3 separate regions of the Mus musculus genome follow, and all the other regions are linked to region 1. Evidence: chromatin contacts called from public ChIA-PET data. All regions are on one chromosome and are shown on one strand. The core of a region is the stretch at or near the end of the contact, and the rest is flanking DNA. Distances in the headings are between cores, read along the strand shown.

Evidence for each region. ChIA-PET counts read pairs in DNA pulled down with a chosen protein or histone mark.
Region 2: an RNA polymerase II ChIA-PET map of memory CD8 T cells shows a contact between it and region 1, with 8 read pairs. The contact joins two enhancer-like sites. A contact is called at or near these places in 11 of 484 Hi-C or Micro-C datasets (embryonic stem cells and myocytes) and 1 of 115 datasets of contacts at active chromatin or transcription factors (memory CD8 T cells).
Region 3: an RNA polymerase II ChIA-PET map of memory CD8 T cells shows a contact between it and region 1, with 66 read pairs. The contact joins two enhancer-like sites. A contact is called at or near these places in 3 of 484 Hi-C or Micro-C datasets (CD4 T cells and nephron progenitors), 2 of 115 datasets of contacts at active chromatin or transcription factors (embryonic stem cells and memory CD8 T cells) and 1 of 9 other capture datasets (embryonic stem cells).

The regions. Positions count from the first base shown.
Region 1 is chr10:85,357,509-85,361,281 of GRCm38.p6, reverse strand. No RefSeq gene overlaps it. Among named protein-coding and RNA genes, the nearest start is that of Gm34712, 12 kb to the right of the region's middle. Within about 2 kb of position 1,466, at least 15 of the 459 cell types and tissues checked have an H3K27ac peak or open chromatin away from gene starts, as enhancers often do. A contact at or near this core is called in memory CD8 T cells, where this site is marked.
Region 2 is chr10:85,159,240-85,163,537 of GRCm38.p6, reverse strand. The region is part of intron 1 of Cry1 (cryptochrome 1 (photolyase-like)); the gene reads left to right. Among named protein-coding and RNA genes, the nearest start is that of Cry1, 24 kb to the left of the region's middle. Within about 2 kb of position 1,622, at least 134 of the 459 cell types and tissues checked have an H3K27ac peak or open chromatin away from gene starts, as enhancers often do. A contact at or near this core is called in memory CD8 T cells, where this site is marked.
Region 3 is chr10:85,565,700-85,569,570 of GRCm38.p6, reverse strand. The region is part of intron 3 of Btbd11 (BTB (POZ) domain containing 11); the gene reads right to left. Among named protein-coding and RNA genes, the nearest start is that of Gm40731, 23 kb to the left of the region's middle. Within about 2 kb of position 2,315, at least 8 of the 459 cell types and tissues checked have an H3K27ac peak or open chromatin away from gene starts, as enhancers often do. A contact at or near this core is called in memory CD8 T cells, where this site is marked.

The DNA.
Region 1 (3,773 bases), core at 217-2,716:
TCTCCAAAAAAGAATGCCTCTTCCTCCATCAGCAGCCATCAGCTGCCATTATCTCCTCAGCTAGGGATGGGCCACTGGGAGTCCCTCCCCTGCACTGTGCTGAAATTTTTCGTTCTCTTGATCTCAAGGAAGTTTTGTGTGGGTAGCCACAGGTACTGTGAATTCATGTATGTGACAGCCATAACACATTCAAAGATAGTAGTCTTCCCACCTTCAGGCTCTTAGAAGTCTTTCCATCCCCTGTTCCATTGTATCCCCTAATCCTTGAGAAGGGTGGGATGGAGTAGTAATTTAGACAGCCCATCAACAGGTGAGTACTCAGAGTTGCTTATTGTCAGCCATCACTTTCTTCCTTAATTATTCATTTTACATCCTGACCCAAGCCCCCTTCCTCTTCTCCCAGTCCCTCCCACAGCACCTCCCCTTTCGAAACCTCCTCCCCCTTTTCTCTAAGAAGGGGGACGCACCCCTGGGTATCAACCCGCCCTGGTACATCAAGTCACAGCAGGACTAGACGCATCCTCTCCCACTGAGGCACCATTTTTATGGGTGCTTAGGAGGTGTCAATCCTTGGGCTGCACTCTGTGATTTGGAAGGTCTTGTAGAGACACAAAACCTTCCCTTCTGGGTTCCTTTGGTTCCTCTGGCTATTTTTATCATGTTGCTTCATCAACTTGCCACTCTTCAAAAGCCTTACACCATGACAGACAGGAGCCAGGTCTTGTTTGCTGTCCACTGATGCACCCTCAGTATCTCTCATCCTATCCAGACGTTGCAAACACCAGATAGACATTTGGAGAAAGGAAGAAATGCTTTGATGTGTATCGACAGACAATGATTTAAATGCATTAGTGTTGCCTCGTCGGCACCATAAACTCATTGGAAACAGGAAGAGCCTGACATTTCTTTTGGCATTTACTAAGGTGCCCAGCAATTCTGTGCATGTAATTACTCCTGTATTCTCATGAATAATTATTGAACCCCTCCTATGAAGAAGGCACAAGGCCGTAGCACTGAAAGGCATCCTGTCTCTTGGGACTGACAGGGGGAAAGACAATCAGATCATTAATGAAGCATCAATCCCGTCAGTACACAAGCACTCGTGGGGAAAGCACAATAGCTGATTACTCTCCCCTCCCTCTTTACTCTCTATCAGAATCCTGGTGTAACTCGGAGGCCAGAGCCCCACTTCCTAGTGATTTCCATAAAATACTTGAGTCCAATGAACTGCTTTGACCCTTCTGTTTCCTTCTTATCAAGCAGAGGTTTGGTCATGTGACCCAGTCTGGCCAATAGGTCTGGCTACAAGGGTCTGCCAGTGGGCTTCTGGGAATTATTTTCCTCCCTGTTAAAATAGAAAGCTACTTTGAAGGAAGAAGTCCAGTTGCTCTGTACTAAGTGCTTGGATGTGGTCACGTGACAATATGATAGCAGCTGTTATAACAGCCATCTGTGACACTAAGGGAACACATTGTTGACACATTGGTGTTGAGCTGTATGTATCTGAGCTGCTGTCTGTTAGAATCTTAAGAAGAGTAACTCCCTTAGTTTCCTCTGTGGTTTGGTTTGCTTTGCTTTGGTTTGGTTTTGGTTTGTTTGTTTCAAGACAAGGTCTCGCTCTGTAGCTCTGAATGTTCGGGGATTATGTATACTAGACTGGCCTCAAACTCAAAGAGTTCTGCCCACCTACTGAGTGCTGAGATTAAAGGTGTGTGTCACTCTGCTCAGCTTCCTCTGTGCCTTAAACAGCTGAGAAGACAGATAATAAAGACAGGTGACAGACCAGCAAACTGTTGTCATGACTGAATGCTCACTGTGAGCCTATAGTCTCAGGGCTGGACCCAAGCTTCACTTTAGGCAACTTCAGCACTAGTAATAGACTGCATCTTAGATAACTAAGTGAACACGTGATGCTCTGTCTCCAGAGGAGTCTCACAAACTTCCCAAACAGATACGCTGTCCTCCTCAGGATGAACTGAGCAAAGAGACGAACTGCCCACAATTCATGGCGGCTGAGCATCTTGCACATGGAAAGAAGCATCAAGAAGGAACACGGACACACCCTCTCATCAGCCGCTGCATGACTGAGCTACACGCCATACATGTTCTCAACCTCAGGACTGCCTTCAAAACTCGACACAGAGACCCCTATGAGTAAAGCTACCTTTTGCCAGGCGTGCTGTTGACTGTGATCAAAACATCCTCACCAGTTTAAGCATCAGAAAGGAGAAGCAAAGGATGCTGGGAGGAAGCATGCCAAAGGGAACTTATTTTGACTTGGTGAGGGATGGAGAACATCTTTAAATTCATGCCACTTTTACCTGACCCAAAAGGAGAGGAGGAAAAGGCTTCAAAGACAAAGGAAGCAGCGTGTGAGGAGATCCGGAGGCATCAAAGAAAGGCTGGTGTGGTTGAAGTGGACTCTGAGGGAGGGATCGTGAGATTGAATGCTGGGGAGAGGCAGATGTTGAACCTTAGCTTTGTAGAAGGGATGCAGAAGTGGGCTTCTCAGGGGACAATAGAGAGATGGAGTTTTACAAACAAGAGTGCTCGTTAAGGAGGGACCAGCTTATGTGTGAGGGAAGGGTAAGGAATGACCTAGGCGTAGACTGAGCGACTCAACAACAGCTGGCCCTAAGCGGAGTTCTGGGCTCAGAAAAGCCCTTCAGAAGCTGTTGCAGGATAGGTTAAGATAGCAAGAACTCTGTTTCTCCACAGAGAACCATCATTGTATGTAGGGTCTCTGGGGTGGGAGGTACTGCCACCAAGATCGTCCCTTGAAACGATGTTTTGAACGTTGTCTCTTGTGTCCTGTAGAACATTTAGCAGCCATTTTTGGCCCCCATGTAAAAACAGCATCATTTCCTTCCACTATGACAATCAGAACTTTCCTAAACATTGCCAAATGTTTTCTGGGGGCAAAATTAGGGATTTAGCTTAAAATATCTTAATTGCTTAAAGACAAAACATATCATATAAAAAGCACATACTTTGGACCAAATCTTCAAAAATCCCTGAACTTCTTTAGGATGGGACTGAGCTTTGCTTGAATGTGTGGTGACGTCACAGAGGGAAGGAAGATGGTGGCTGCAATGAGACCGGTGAACATGGCAGATTCACACAGATACAAATGCAGCAGCCACCTCCCCTCCCTCCATCTCTCCCTCCTCCTCTCCCTCCCTTTCTCCCTCCTTCCTCTGCCCATCATCGGCTGACTGTAGACTCCGACCTGGTGAGTTATAAGAATAAAAGCAAGATCACAGTCCGGTGTCTTCCCACCTTCTCCCTAACCAGCTCACCTCCTTCCTGTGTGATCTTTTCTTTGGAGTGGAGGAGCAATGTATTTTGCCAAAGCCAACCCAGCTACTGCCTTCTCCACTCATCGTTTAACTCTTTGGATGAGGCCTGGGCTATGTTCTTAAGTCTGACTTAATGGACATCCTGTTAAGCTTTGATCCAGTGAAGGGTTAACCAAGTGTCTTCACCTTGTAGGAATGAGCTGTCAGAACTGGAAGCCTGAGAGTGAAGACACTTGGACATAGGATTCTGATTCCTGTGGGAGGTGTCAAATGAGGATTTTGGGGTCATTGTAGTTTCCTCCACCAACAATAACTGCTCTTTCATCCGAGAAGCAACTCCTTTAACGGAAGCTACTAGAAAATGCTCCCTAAGCCAGCCTCGGGGCTCACCACGGCCACACAAAAGGTACTAGTAGGCAGGCCAGTTTCTCCTGGTCATGATAATTGGGTCAGTAAGGATCATGTGATCTCAGA
Region 2 (4,298 bases), core at 373-2,872, 200 kb after region 1:
TCCTAGAAGGCTGTAAGCAGTTTCTGTATATGGTGCACATGTTCAAGTACCTTTCCTAGCTCTGTGGACATTACAACATCACAGTTTTAGCTCTCATAAACTGGTGGATGAAATTAGTTATCACTCCTTGGAAGGAAGGCATTTTAGAGTTGTTCTGAGGCAGTTTTAGTTGTTAAAATGGCTGAAGGAAGCTAGAGGACCTGGACAGGCCAGAAGTGGGACACTGTCTTTAGTGTAGCCTGTGGTGCCTCAGACAGTAATGTGTAGCCTCAGACTTGAGTCCAGAACAGAGTTTCTCATATTCTGAATGGAAGTCCAAATTCATTGTGTATCAAACCAGGGGTATTGAAATACTACTTTATATAGAGATTTTCTGGGTTCACTTAATACCTGTACACATCAAGAGAAGCCTCAGAACTTCAATAAGTCATGCTTATTACCCCAGTGAGTCATATCACCAAGAACAGCAGGGCTCATCCTATTTGAGACACCCAGTGACACAACTTCACCAGTCTGCTGGGTTTGCAGCTTTTGAATTAAAAATTTTTTTATATAATGTCTTATTTTTTCAGTCACGGTTTTGCTGAGTTTGCCAGGTGGCATTGAGTTTAGATACTCCTGTATCAGTAGCCTAAAGATTCTAGAATGCTAGAATACAGGTGTGTACTGCCAGGCCTGACCTTCAGCTTTTTTCATTATTTCTTTAATTTCTTAATTTTTGATGTTTGAGAACTGAACCTAGAGCCTTGACCATGCTAAGTGAATGTTCTACTGTTGTACTGCACACATAATCATTTTCTTGGGTCACACCTGAGCAACCACACTAAAAGCCCTGTTCTGCCTCTGTTGGTTCTTTGGAAGGGCTTGTGAGAAGGTTACCTATAAATTTTGTTTTGATTGCAACACATTGGTTTTAGAAACAACTTTTTGTTCTGCTATGTCTCTGGACCTGTGCTTTTAATTCTGAGCCTGACAAGTGCAGAATTCACCTTCGTGATGTGTACTTCATCTGGATTAAATGCTTGAGTATTGGCTGTTAAGAAAATGTGTATCACAGTTGACAGAATAAATGAAAGAACTAAGAGTTTGCTAGAAATTTTAAAAATGGAGCATATAAAAACCTTATTCCATACTTAGAGACACACAAATTGCTATTTATAGTTTTTAAATCTCTAATCAAATACTTTGGGGTATGGCTGAAAACCCTTCTTTTTTTATTATTTATGGTAGTAGGTCCACATCTTTTTTTTTCATATGTACAGAATACATGGAGATGTTCTTCATGTGATTTTAATGATTTTAGTATATATTCTTTAAGTCGGGTCTCTAGGGTCGACACTGTATGGTTTTGGTTTAGAGAGTCTAAGAGTAATCTCCACTGGTGACTGTTATGACACAGTGTAGAAACTATGGCATAGGACAGATGACTGTGTTATATGAATTCATAATGTCTTGTTTTCAGTAGCAGTGGGATTATGTTGTATCTTGCCATTGCCTTTTTCAGACTATTTTATAGACAGAACTAGAAATACTAGTTATATAAGCTGTCCTAGCACAGACTAGAAAGTAGGTCATTGTGATGGGAGTATGCTAAACCACCCACTGGTTGCTATAGCGATGACCTACTTTAGAAACTATTTCTGTTGATTCATGTTGAAATCATCTTTTGGAAGTGGCATAAGGAAGTTACTACATGTACGTTTTTATAGTAGTAAAAGGTAGTGATTTCTAGAGGAAAATTCCTTAAAATATTTAAAATGAAGAAGTGCATTAATCTCTTCGTGGTTCATTCAGTATTATAATTAAGTTGTGCTTCTATACATTAAGGAGTGCAGTGAGTTTTACTATCATTTGGCCTTTTTAAAAACCATTCTATTGTTTTATTAGCCAGACCTTCAAATGGGAGTAAATGACTATGCAGTGTATGCCAAATTTGCCTGTTCAGTGTCGAATGATGTTTTAAGACATCTTTATATGAATGTTGAAATGATATTCTCTGGAGCACACAGTCTGAACTCTGAGTGACCCCATTCTAAATTGAGGGCAAAGGACAAAGGGTTAGATTTTGTATAGCTTTCAAATAATAGTTTTTATTTATCACCAAAAAGAAATTTCACTGATCAGTGACTTGACACTTTGAACCTACACTATTGAAGGTTTATTTTCTGTAGTACTACCACAGAATCACAGGCTTTAAGATGAGTTAATTTTGAGTTTTTATTGTACAGTACCTTTTAAATAGTTAGCTATTTATATTAGCATTGGCTTTGTCACTGGGGAAAATCAAACCTTGGGTTACAGTCACATTCAGGGAAAGGCACACGTTTAGTGCGATCCTGTATAAGCTGAGCATCCAACTAACTCAGTCTCTCCTACTGCTGTGCCCAAGTATTTACATGTATACATACATGTGATTTTGTTTTCAAAAACAGGTATTACCCTTTTTTTCTCTCTCTCTCTTTTTAAGGTGGGTCATGTGGGTTTGCTATAGCCCTTGAACTTGGGATCCTCCTGCTCCACATCTTGAGAATTATGAGTTTACAGTTCCCCGCTCAACCTTAAGAAAGAAATTATTCTGAAGGAGAAGTAACAGTAACTTCTATTTAATGGGTTTTAGCCATTGTGCTACTAGTTGGTTTTATGTGTTTCTAATCCCCTCAAAAGCTATGGAAAACAAGCCCACTAGCATATCCTACTTCAAACCTTTTCAATAGACTATGCAAGACCTATGACGATATTTACCAGATGTAGAAACTAAAACATACGTTAAGAATCAGACACAGGCACTTAATATGAAATCCACAGAAACTAGTGGGGTGTGTGTGTCTATGTATATGTATACATGTGTATACATGCTTGTATGCAGTTGTGTGTGCTGTAAGAAACAATTTGAATTTTTTCTAGGACTAAATACATTCTCCTCTGACAGTTGAGAGAATAGAGAAAGTACCTTCAACTCTAAGACTTAAGACAATAAGATATAACCTTGAGATAGGAATTGGCAAAATTATTTCAGACTGAAGAACAGATCACAGAGTAGTAGCTTGGTACAGAGGAGCAGCAGGAAGCAGGGTAGAAAATGGCCCTGAGATCATTGGATGGCAGCTGAGAACATACTTTGCTCTTTACTATATAAGGAGTGAGTTTTGAAGACCTTTGTACAAGATCATACGTCTCACAATGATTTGATAATGTACTGGATTATGGTGATAGAGATTGTTGGTAGGTAGATCTATTTTAAGACACTGCAGCAAATACAAGCAAGAGATAAAACTAGAATTATTGTAGTAAAAATAGAAGTTGGTAGCAAGGAGGAAACTGAGAGGTATTAAATAACACATACTAGTGCTCACTGTGTACAGAGACTGCTCTGTGAGCCCCACATGTGTGAACTGATTCTGTTCTCATGAAAATGTCTATGTTATGGGTCCTATTATACTTCAGTTTTATAGACAGAGAAATTCAAGGTTTTTCACAAGTTGCAGATATGGTCCCACCCTTTCTACTCTGAAGGAATGTGTGCTGGTTGCCAATTCTGAGATTTTTTTTTTTAATGAAGCTATATGTCCATTTTTATCTCTAACCAAAACTTCATTTCTCAAGGGTAGATATAATAAGAGCCTTGGTAAATTACTTTCCAGTTACTTGTGCACATCTAAACATAAATTGACACGTAGTATAAATTTTATTTGATTAAAGAAAAGTTCTTATAGGTGCGTGAATATGAATTCATGTGCATGATGTTAATCTAGACTTGGTTGTTCATCTTATAAACTAGTTATATCCTTTTGGTGTTATATTTTTCCACCTTACCTCTTATAGGCATGGCTCCATGATTAAGTTTAGTATGAAAAACTCTTCTTGCGAGTTTCATTAGAAAACATGGTCTCATTGATTACAGCCAAGATTCAGAGATTACCTCTGCCTTGGATTTACTCTACAGGACATGTGAGCTTTGTGCTAGTTCTACTTAAACAAGCTAGTTCATTCTATTTCTTTTACCAAAATGTTATTTGATCTTTATTAACATCTAAGCTATCTCAGATATACCTTGCCGAGAGGTGAGCTTGAGACTAGTTAAAAGCACTGCGAAATTCTGAGGACCAGAATTCAGATCCTAGCAAACACCTAGCAAGCCTGGTGCCCCTCAAATGCCAGCAATACTAGTGCTTTGGAGAAACAAGCAGGATTGTTGGGGCTTGCTGTCTGCCGGTATAGCAGGGTTAAATGTGAGCTCCGGGTTCAGGGAGAGACCCAGCCTCAGAGGAATAGGTGGAGAGTTATAGACGAGAGTATCT
Region 3 (3,871 bases), core at 1,066-3,565, 210 kb before region 1:
GCTTATGATCTGCAATGTACTGAGCTAGGTTCTGGTTACTTAGTACAGTCAAGCAGGAAGAAGGGTTGGTAAAAGAGGTGATGCCCAAGATTAACCAAGATTAACCTTGTAATATGAACTGAGGATGGTGGCTAGCTGGTGGGATAGAAGGAAGAGAGAATTCCCAGGAGAGGATACTTATGGGCAACGAACCTGAGTCACCACTGTGCACAACTTCTGTAAACATGACCATGACTCTAGGTGAGCCCAGTCTGTACCTCAGTTGTCTTCAACATGAATGCAGCAAGTGAACTTCATTTATTCTAGAACATCATTTGACTTCAAGTCCCATGCCCAGTGGCAGAACAGTTCATTGAAATGTATGTCTTCAGGGGTTAATCAATAGGCAGAATATAACGGCATGCCCATGTATCATTAGGTATGGCTCCCATAGATTCATGTGTTTGAATGTTTGGCCCATAGGGAGTGGGATTATTATTAAGGAGGTGTGGCCTTGTTGGAGTGGATGTGGCTTGGTTGAAGAAAGTGTGTCATTATGGGGGCAGGTTTTGAGATCTCCTTTGCTTAAGCTACATTCAGTGTGGTACACAGTCTCTTTCTGCTGCCAGAGGATCAAGATGTTGAACTCTCATCTCCTTCTCCAGCAACATGCCTGCTTGGATGCTGCCATGTTTCCAACCATGATGATAATGGACTAAACCCAAGAAACTGTAAGCCAGCCCCAATTAAATGCTGTCCTTTATAAGAGTTGCCTTGATCACGGTGTCTCTTCAGAGCAATAAAACCATGACCCAGTGTCACGAAGGAACGTAAACACCTTTGTCTGAAGTCACAGTCCTTGCCTCTGGTCACAGGGGCCATGCAGAATTTCTTCTTCATAGCCTTTCGGTACTCATCATAGTTTATATAATAAGGATGCTCATTTTATGACATATAAACATCCATGAAGATCACAAAAGACACTGATTGGGATGAGGCTTTCAAACGTTATCATTGAAAAAGAACGCCATCATCTGTTAAGAGGAAACCAGCCTAGTGACTATGAACACACACCAGAGGTCAACTCCTAGGGTTCAAATCCTCCAACTTGAACTACGTGCCCTTGGGCAAGCTAATCAACTCCAGCTAGGTTAAGACAGAGATTCTCAATGTATGGGTTGGGACTCATTGGGGGAGGGTGTCAAATGACACTTTTACAGGGGTCACACATCAGATGTCCTGCATATCAGACATTTATATTACATATCATAGTATCAAAATTACAGTTATGAAGTAGCAATAAAAATAACTTTATGGTTGTGGGTCACCACAACATGAGGAGCCATATTAAAGGGTCTCAGAATTAGGAAGGTTGGGAACCACTGGGTTAACAGGGTCTAGAGGGAAAGTTTCATGAACACACACACATCCATCCATATATATACACGTACATAATCCATATATATATATACACATACATATACACACACACACACACACACATATGTGTGTGTGTGTGTGTGTGTGTATACCTTACCCCATGAAGAGTATAGTGGTATTTAAATTTTCAATCTGAATTTGTTGTTTAAGTGATAGTTACAATTCACATCAAGGTCAGCTTTTTTGTATTTTTCTGGAACAGGCCAAACACTACTTTCAGTTTTATGAACATTGAACTATCTGTCGCTAGGAATTGACTCTGCCACAGTTCAAAAGCTGTCATCTAAATAATACGTAAGTGAATGAGTGCAGCTGTGTCCCAGTAGAACTGTATTTTCAAAATCAGGCAGTGGACCAGTTTGGCCATAGGGTGTCGTCTGCTAATGTGTGCACCATGTTGACATACAGCACACTCATGAACTATAACCTGTAGTTTCACACTTACTGGGGTTGGAATAAAGTTTTACCTTGGTCAGATAAAGTAAGTTGTAGCTATGTCCAAGTTACAACCATATCATATTTTAAACCATTGCCTCTAGCATCAGTTATTTCAAATTTGGCATGGCTGGTCTCCTTTATTATAAATCATTTGTGTGGTGGTTGAGATTTGGGGCCAGTTTCCAAAAGTCCTTACAGTGGTTAATCTTAGTTGTTAACTTGATGGGACTTATAATCACCGTGGAAACAGATCTCTGAGCACGTCTGTGAAGGATTGTGTAGATTAGGTTAGTTGAGATGAGAAAACCCACCTTACCTATGGATAGCACTGTTTCCTGAGGTTCTAGAATGAATAAATAGAAGAGATCCAGCAGAGGGCCAGCCTCCATCCCCTCTCTGCCTCCCAATTGTAGATGCAGTGTGGCCAGCTGTCTCATTCTCTTGTTTTTATGAGTTCCTTGTCCTCACCTGTGAGCCCAAACCACATCCTTCCTTGCCTAAGTCGCTTTTGTGAAGCATGTTTGTCATAACAAAGAGATAAGCAACAGGCATATATCAAGCAGGGCCCTTTTTTGTGCTTGTTCATCCAGGCCCACCAGATGAATGAGCCAACTCGGTCCTCCCTCTGAAAAAGGAGCTGGCATCCTTTCTCTGAGAAAAGGTATTATAATACCTGTTGAAATGGCCAGAGCTATCTTCTCTACTCTGTTTTCAGCTTGTGAGACTTCCAGGGTGTCAACTCAATGTGTCTTTGTTCTGGGACAATATTTTGATTCTCATATGTTAGAGTATAAGCCAACCAGTCATGACCTGTACGTCCAATAAAGTTCAATACAAACTATGAAAATAAAGCATGTGTGTACTATTATTGTTGTTGTTATTATTTAAAAAGAGTAAAGAAGAAAGTGTGTAGTAGGGACTTTTTGGCTCCCAAAAACCAGAGCTAACATTCCCAGGTATGGGAATTCCCATGCTATGTGTCATGGTTCCCCAAGCTACAAATTCCCCTTCCCAGCTTTCCCTGCAAAGGTTCAAGTGTATGATCTGAAACTACACAATGTGACAGGTGTCATGTCTAGCTGACAAGAATGGTGACAGGGATTTCCCTCTCTTGGGGCAATGGTGACAGAAGTCTTCCGGAGTGTCTCATGGCCAGTAGTAGTGATGTGCGTCAGGTGTCTGTGTCACCTCCACTGATGTAGGCCTGGGTGTCACTTGGCTACTGCTCTAGGCTGTGACCCTGGAGTTGTGGCTCTCTGGTTCCATTGAATATCAGAAGTCTTTGAAGGCTCAGCTGAACATTCAGACTCACAATTTATCCTAGACCTCAATCTGGCCCAGCAGCCAGCACCCTATGTTCTAGTTAATAGAAATCTAGGGAGCCTTTTACTCTGGAGAAGCTACCATCTACCCAGGGAACACTCAGGTGTGGGGACAAGGTTGGCCTGAATAGTTGTGGGGATTTCTGTAGCTTACAAATCCCACACGTCTTAGAGGAATCTCATAGATTTAGTCACCAAGGTCCCTTCAAAAGAGTGACAAGAGTCAGAGAATTGAGAAAATCCTAAAGCTCTAGGTCCTTGTCGAACACTTCCAGAACCATCAGGCCAGGTGTAATTTATCAATATGTGGCCATTCGGGTGCTGCACAGTGTTGCCTAGTAACACAGCCGACACTGAAACTTTTTATCAAGTTTCCAGGGGAACAGAGCCAGGGAATGAACCACAGGTCAACTTCTCACAAAGACTGCTCATGCCCAGTCTTTCAGAGCTTTTCTTTCGCTTTAAGAAGTCCCCCTGGGCTTAACTTAGGCAAGTAAGCATTCTGATAGAACATTTACATCCAGCCTTCTGCACGTTTTTGCACAACCCTAGGATAGCCCTTGGGAATCTGTTGAAATAGGAACATTGTTTGCCCTGTGCGTGAAAGTGCCTTAGGAAGCAATGGGTAGAGGGGAACTTTTGGTAAAGTGAGGATCTATGAAGAAATAACTGGATGATATTTACCTCTAGGG